2 separate regions of the Anser cygnoides genome follow, and region 1 is linked to region 2. A link is a contact called in public Hi-C data. All regions are on one chromosome and are shown on one strand. The core of a region is the stretch at or near the end of the contact, and the rest is flanking DNA. Distances in the headings are between cores, read along the strand shown. Region 1 overlaps JADE2 (jade family PHD finger 2). Region 2 holds the start of JADE2 (jade family PHD finger 2).

Region 1 (3,489 bases), core at 611-3,110, 58 kb after region 2:
TCATTTTCCAGAGCTGCCTTCAGGCTTCGCAGGGTTATTCCCCATCAGCGTTCAGCCTCTGCCCAGCACCTCCCTGGAAGATCTGTTCGCTTGCTCTTCTTCCAAGGGGGGGATCCATACAGGCTGGCCAGGTGGAAGCCCGGTGCTGCGAAGGGGGACCCCTTTCTGTCCCATTCCCACTCACACACCCCAGGTCTCCGCCTTGCAGCCCATCCCAGCTGCCCTGCCTTGCCTACGTGGGTGGCTTGGCACCAAGCAGGGCTCGGAGAGCAGCGTCCTGCGTGGGCAGCCCTCCGACAGCATCCCCGCAGCCGTGGGCTGGGGCATCACGGTGCTGGTTTCGTGTTTTCAGCAACGAATGTGGCAGAAACAGTTGCGCTGTCAGGGCTGATGATGGTGTCTCCATCCGAGAGCTGGGTAAGCAGAATCAGCAGGACAGGTAGCTCGGAGGCAGGCGGGGCGATTGCATTGCCCTCTGCCATCCCTTATCCACCCCTTACCCCCAAAGTCAGCAAATGAAGTCTGTAGGAACTCCCGGTCCCCTGGGAATCCTAACGTAGTCCCTCTGACTTATCTCTTTGGCCCTCTTTGATTCCTCTGTATTTTTTTAAAGCTTTTTCCAGTAGCTGGTTGTTTAAATTAGCTGTACCAAAAAGCTATATGGTTTCCAGGCTTTCCTACCAGCATCTCAGCTTGGCTTGGGGAAGCAGCGCGGGGCGGTGTTTAGCTGTCTAAGTGTGTGTAAATACCAGCAGTCTCTAAGCAGAGCACAAGCGATGTTTTCTTCCAGGAATATAAAATCACAGAGAAGAGATACCGCCAAACGCTTTGATATACCGGTTGCCAGAGGCAGTTGTTTTCCTCATAAAGAAATTTTAGTTGGATGTTTTCTTCCATCCAGAACAAAAAAAAAAAAAAAGAAGAAGAGAACGTAGTAAAATATACAGCATGTAGCTCGCTTCTCGGTATTTACAGCTAGGGGGTTGGGGAAAAAAACAAACAAAACAAAACGACAAAAGAGCTTTTCTCTCACTGCGTGTGTGTGAGTGCTCCTGAGTCGTCCCCGGGTGCTGGGATGCTGCAGCCCGCAGCTCGCCCCAGCGGGCCTGCGGGAAGGCAGCCTGCGCCCCGGCCTGTGGAGGAGCCAGTGCTGGGGACGGGCACCCCGGCGTACCTGGTGCTTCCCTCTTCCATGGGGCCAGGAAGCCAAGTAAATGCTCACCAGAGCTTCCAGCAGCATCTTTATCTCGAGGCCAAAACCAACTGGTTCCTCTAAAAGCTCTGTGTTACAGCGCTCCTCCGCGGCACCCCCGCCTCTGAGATTTTCAGAGTCCCGCAGAGGATCTTAGGCCTTCGTTAGGCCTGTGAACAATTAACGGGGGATTACAGCCGTCTGTGCGTCCGTGCCGTTGCCGTACCCACGTACGATTCCTGGGTGAGGGACCTGGGCTTCTCCTGGCTCTGCTCCCTTCGTGCGCTGACCTTTAGCAAAGCCCGGCTCGAAGGATGCGCTGCCGCAGACGCTGGGAGCCAGTCGCGGCTGCTCGGAGCAGAGTGCCGCACACACGGCCCTGTTTGCCAGCCTCCGTGCCGATATCTGGGCTGAGTTGGTGCCCCTGAAAGCACAGATGCTGACGTGCAGATCCTGCTGGTGAGTTCAGGCCTGTGAAGGAGAGGTTAACGATTAACTTGCTCGTTGTTTGCGGTCAGAAGAAGGTAGGAGAGAGTGACAGCCCCGACGTGCGACAGGCTGGGCGCCGTGCAGCAGAGGGGCAGGCGTCCTGCTCGGCGCAGTGACGGTGCTGAGCACCCCATGCACGCGGGGCTTGTAATGCCACCCCAGAGATGGGTGCAGGTCGTGTTCCCCAGGGAGGCTGCTCCAGCTTGAGGGGTGGTGCCCCCAGACCTCCTCCTCGCCCCAAAACACTGGCAGGATGTGCGGGGCTCTGCAGAGAGATGTGCTGCCACAGCTGCTTTGCTTTCTGCCCCCTCCCAAAGCCCTGCCGTAACCGAGGAGCCCCGGTAGGAGTTGGTGGTGCGGCCCGGGCGAGGCCGAGATGAGAGGATGGAAACCCCGGGAGCAGAAGCAGCCGCACAGCTTCAGGGGACCTCCTTCGAGCCCTGCCTAAATGAACGCTGTTTCTTGTGTTTCTGTAGGTTAGAAATCTCTGTTACATGGTGACGAGACGGGAGAAAATGAAACACACCATTTGTAAACTCCAGGAGCAGATCTTCCATCTCCAGATGAAGCTTATTGAGAAAGATCTTTACCCAGGTCAGTACCGCTTGCAAGAGCTTGTTCTCACCGATGCTGTGAGAGCCCTCCTCCGACACCCAAACCTCAGTCCCCCACCCAAAGGAACCCAGAGCCGCCCCTGCCCTGCTGGGCTGCAGCAGCACGGTTCGTGTGTCAGCTCCTGAAACGTGGACAGTTCTGCTCAGAAGCACACAATAAAGCCGTGCCCTGGGTGAGCGGAGTGCCGGAGGTCCGTGCTTTCACGCACCCCTCCCGATCCCCCTCTCCGCGGGCAGCACTCGGAGGAATCGTGTGGCTAGGTGCTGATGCTGACACAGCAGCCCGGGGGATGTCGTGGGGGTGCTGCCGAGGAGAGCTTTGTTCTGCCTCCTCCTTTTTGAAGTTAAGCTGCTGACGGGATGGCTTTTACCTCCTTTAACCCTGGTGGCCTGTAGTTCTTTCTCCCTGCTCCACGCACTGGTCAGCGGGGTGCGTCACACAAACTTCATGCAGAGCCTCTGGCACCTTTTTTTAAGGAACTGAAATAAAGTTGCTTTCCTTCTGTCCCTTTTTTTTTTTTTTTTCGCTTTAACGAGCAGTGCCCAAGCCCACAGCTCCTCATCCCTCCTCCTTTTTTCAGTGGCAGCGCAGGACCCAAGCACCGTGGCTGCAGAACAGTTTTTCCAGAAGCAGCATCTGGCGCTTTGGCAGACTCTGCCGACGCTTGTTGTGTTTGTGGCTTTGGAGTTGCATTTGAAGCCATCACATGTTTGGGGTTTCTTCAGGAACTGTCTGGGCTGAGCTTTCCTTTACAAAAGTTTCCTTTGACTAAAGTCCTGGAGGCCGAGACGTGTGCGTGTTGAGACGTGTGGGGCTTGGATCCTGTGCAGATCCCTCTCCGTGGCCGGAGCTGGGCGGCATGGGGGCCTGAGGCACGCTGCGAGGAGCCAAAATCCCCCGGGGCCGCTGGGTCCCTGCACACCCACCAGCTCCCACACTGAATCTACATCACGGGCACGGCCTGGGAATAAGGAAAATTGCGTTCCTGGCTTTTGTCACTAACTGGAGACCCCGCATTGTGTGTCCTGAAAGCCTCTTCCACGGGTGGATTAAAGACAGCCACAAACTTAGATCCTGATGGCGGGTGCCATTTGCCCCTGCCACCAGGCCCTGTGGCTCTGGCTCAGCTTTCACCTAAAGGGCTGCTTTATTTATTTGGGGCTGCACCCCGGTTTGTGTTGGTGGCTCTCAGA
Region 2 (3,501 bases), core at 648-3,147:
CTGGGGCTGGCGGGAGGCCGTGCCATGAGGCCCCCGCTCTCGTGCTACCAGGAGAGGCTTTTTTTTTTTACCAGTGGCTGATGTTTCCCATTCTTCCTTGGGGCTTCCCAGCGAAGAGGCTCCCCAGAGAAGATGACATCTTATTTCCAAAGCAGACATAAAGGGAGTGCTGTTCTTAGCTACGGGAATCCGGGCAATCTCCCTTGCTCCCCCAAATCTCCTCCTTCCTGCGCCGTGCGGGAACTGACGTTGTTTTGCCATGTGTTGTGAGCTGCTCTGCTTGAAAGACCAGGAAGGTGATGAATTTGGGCGGGCTTATCTACAAGACCCTAGAAGGCTGCCTCACGGCAAATTTCAAGACTATTTCCAGGGGCACATAAAAATAACAATTAAAAAGGCCAGCAAGCCCAACTACAACCAAAGCAATGCTCTTCTCCTCTTGTCTTCATCCTTGGAGGAGCCAAAGGACTTTAATTTTTCAGAAAATGTCCAGCACATGATGAGATAGCAAGCTGCAGCCTAATTCATTAAAGTGTGGCAAGTGTCTGGAAAGGGGACGCCCACGGGGGAGCATCCCAGCGCCCTGGTTGTGCTGGTGGCCCTGGCTGGGAGTGGTCAGTAAGTTGGGGAACTCTTAAGAGGTGCCCTGCTTACGGGACCCAAGGGATGGTAGTGGGTTGTGACTGAGGGACCGTCTTTAAACTGAGTTTTCATCTCCCACAGCAGCGGTTTGAAACAGAGCGAGCCAACTTCTGCAACTTGACCGTCGGGGCCTCGTGGACTTTGGGAAGACGCGCATCGTACGGACCACTGCATCCCATTCATACTGCTTTTATTTAAGGAACCGTGCCTGCCTGGGCAGCCGCTGGGTTAATCCGGGGAAAATCCCTCACCGGTGGGCAGCCCTGAGCGGGCACCGGCCGTGGGGGCAGCACCCGGGGGGTCACCGCACCGGGGGGGGGGGAACCGCACCGGGGGGGGCACCGCACCGCTCCGCGGCAACTCGGCCAACTTTGGGCCGGCCGTGCCGTGCCGTGCCGTGCCGTGCCGTGCCGGCTCACGCGGGGGCTTGCAGCGGGGCCCAGCCGCTCCGCACCCCGCCCCGCACCCCGCGGAGCTCGGCCACGCGTGTCCGCGGCGCCGCGCGTGGGGCGCGCGGGTGCGCGGCGGGGGGGGGCGCGGCTCCTCTCCGCGCCGGGCCAGAACCGTCTTTTTGACGCAGGAGAAATGGCAAATTTTAAGTACGTCATTAATATGGCGCCAAAAGGCTTTTTTTTTTTTTTTTTTTTTTTTTTTTTTTAAGTATAAGCCGATTTTTTTTTAAGGTTGCAGCAGCGGCCCCGTGTACGCCTGTGCACAGCCGGGAGAGGGGGAGTGGAGCTTGGGGAAAGGGGGGGGGGGGGGGAAGAGGAGGTAAAAGAGTGCGGGGGGGGGGGGGGAAGGTTGCGGGGCCGGGCCGAGCCGAGCCGAGCCGTGCCGGCGGGACGCGTGCGGGGCTCCGGGCAGCGCCATGGGGCCCCCGCGGCCGGCGGGGGGGTGAGGAGCGGCGCGGCCCGGCCCGGGATGGGACCGGCGCTGCCCGCACCTGGAGCCGGAGCCGGGGGGAATTGAGGGGTGGGGGGGGTCGGGGGTGGGCAGGGGAAGGGGGGCTGGGGGGGGGGGGGCGCCGCCACCACCACCAGCACCAGCAGCACCACCACCGGCAGCAGCAGCCCCGCTGCTCCTCTCCGTGCCCGGCTCCCAAAGTCGCTTCCCCGCCCGCCGGAGCGCGGAGCTCCCGAGGAAGTGCGGGGCGAGAAAAAGAAACAGAAAGGGGCGGGCAGGGCCCGGCGGCGGGGCGGCCATCGCGGCGGCGGCGGCGGGGCCGGGGGTTGGGGGGGGGGGTGGGTGTGTGTGTGTGTGCGGGGAGGGGGGGGCCGCCCGCTCCCGAGGAGGGGCCCGGACGGCGCGGCCCCGCCGATGGCAGCGGCGTGAGGCGGCCGCGGGGCTCCCCCGGCCCGGGCTGCGGGAACGGCCCCGGGAACGGCCCCGGCCCCGGCCGCCGCCCCCGCCCCTCCCCGCCCGCAGCCCCGGAGCCCGGCGCGCCCGGCGGAGGAGGCGCCGCCGGCAAAGGTAAGGGGGGACTGCGGGGGGGGGGGGGGGGGGGGCGCGCTTCTTCTCCCCCCCCCTCCCCTTTTTATTTATTTATTTATTTTTTTAATTTTTATTTTTTTTTTATTATTTTCCCTCCCTCCCCTCTCCCCCTCCTTCCCCCCCCCTCCCCCGGGGGCGCGTTGCGCACGCCGGTCCCTGCCCGGTACGGGGGGGGGGGTGTGTGGGTGTGGGTGTGGGGGGGGGGAGCGGGACGGAGGGGGGGGTTGGGGGGGGGGGGGGCCGCGCACACAACTTTTGCAGCCGCTCGCCCCGCTCCGCTCCCCGAATTAATGACTGCGGCACTGCCTGCCCCGCGCCGTGCCCGCGCACCGCGGCTCCGGGAGGGCGCTGCGCGGCCCCGACCAGGCACCCCCCCCCTGCCCCCCCCCCCCCCCCCCCCAACATCCCGGGTCCCCCCCCCCCCCCCCGCCCCTTTCATCCCCGGGGGGGCGCCGGGGGCGGGCGCGGCGGCGGCGGGGGCCGTGCCCGGTGGGGCCGGGGCCCGGGGGCGTGGCGGGGCCGGCTCCATCCCGCCCGGGGCCCGGGGCCGCCCCGCTGCAGCCCCGGAGCCTTCCCCACCTGCCTCCGGCCCGCCGAGCCGTGCTGTGCCGTGCCGAGCCGTGCCGTGCTGTGCTGTGCCGTGCTGAACCGTGCCGAGCCGTGCCGTGCCATGCCGAGCCGTGCCATGCTGTGCTTTACCGTGCCGAGCCGTGCCCCCATCCCCGCTCGCTGCGACGTGGAAGTTGGGCAGCGATGCCAAGGCGGGGGAGCCGCCGGGGTGCCCGGCTCGGGGGCAGCGGGTGCGCGTACCGGGGGCAGCCGGCATCCCCGAGCATCCCCGAGCATCCCCGAGCATCCCGAGGAGGGCAGGAGGCATTTCGACATCCCCCCCCAGCTTCGCCCGGCGCTGTTTCCCTCCTCTGGTTCTGTGCCCGGCCCCTCCTGCCGCTGGGACGGTTTCGGAAGAGGGGATTCTGCCCCGGAAAAATCCGTGATCTCAGCCTTCCTCCCAGGGGTGAAGCCGGGCTCTTAGGAATGGGGTTTGACCTTTAAGCGTTTATTGGCTACCGAGGTTAAAATAAGCTTGAGATAGGAGTAAAAATAGCTCGCCGAAAGGTTAAATCAAAGGTTAAATTTGTTTTTCCTAGGAAAATTGAGGCTGATCGCTAAAAACGAAGGCTCGCAGCAAAGAATTGGAAGGGGACGTGCTAGATTTCTAGGCGGGGAGATGAAATTCAGTTGGAGTATCGGTGGCTGCTGGTAGTGGTTGACACCAAGTCCCGAAAGTCGGTGGACAGGTGATCCTCGAACTGAGGCGTTTTACTAAGGACAGGTCTTTGGCTTCCTCCGGGTGTCTCCTGCGAAGCT

What was found. Hi-C and Micro-C count contacts between places; a contact is called where the count stands out from the background.
Region 1: a Hi-C map of liver shows a contact between it and region 2, with 1.8 times the contacts expected there. The contact joins the enhancer-like site here to the promoter of JADE2 in region 2. A contact is called at or near these places in 2 of 7 Hi-C or Micro-C datasets (both in liver).

What each region holds. Positions count from the first base shown.
Region 1 is chr14:3,186,076-3,189,564 of Taihu_goose_T2T_genome, forward strand. It overlaps JADE2 (jade family PHD finger 2), which reads left to right. Exons shown (of 12, transcript XM_067005584.1): 10 at 2,158-2,275. Among named protein-coding and RNA genes, the nearest start is that of SAR1B, 45 kb to the right of the region's middle. Within about 2 kb of position 1,861, at least 2 of the 3 cell types and tissues checked have open chromatin away from gene starts, as enhancers often do. A contact at or near this core is called in liver, where this site is marked.
Region 2 is chr14:3,128,463-3,131,963 of Taihu_goose_T2T_genome, forward strand. It overlaps JADE2 (jade family PHD finger 2), which reads left to right and starts at 1,898. Exons shown (of 12, transcript XM_067005584.1): 1 at 1,898-2,112.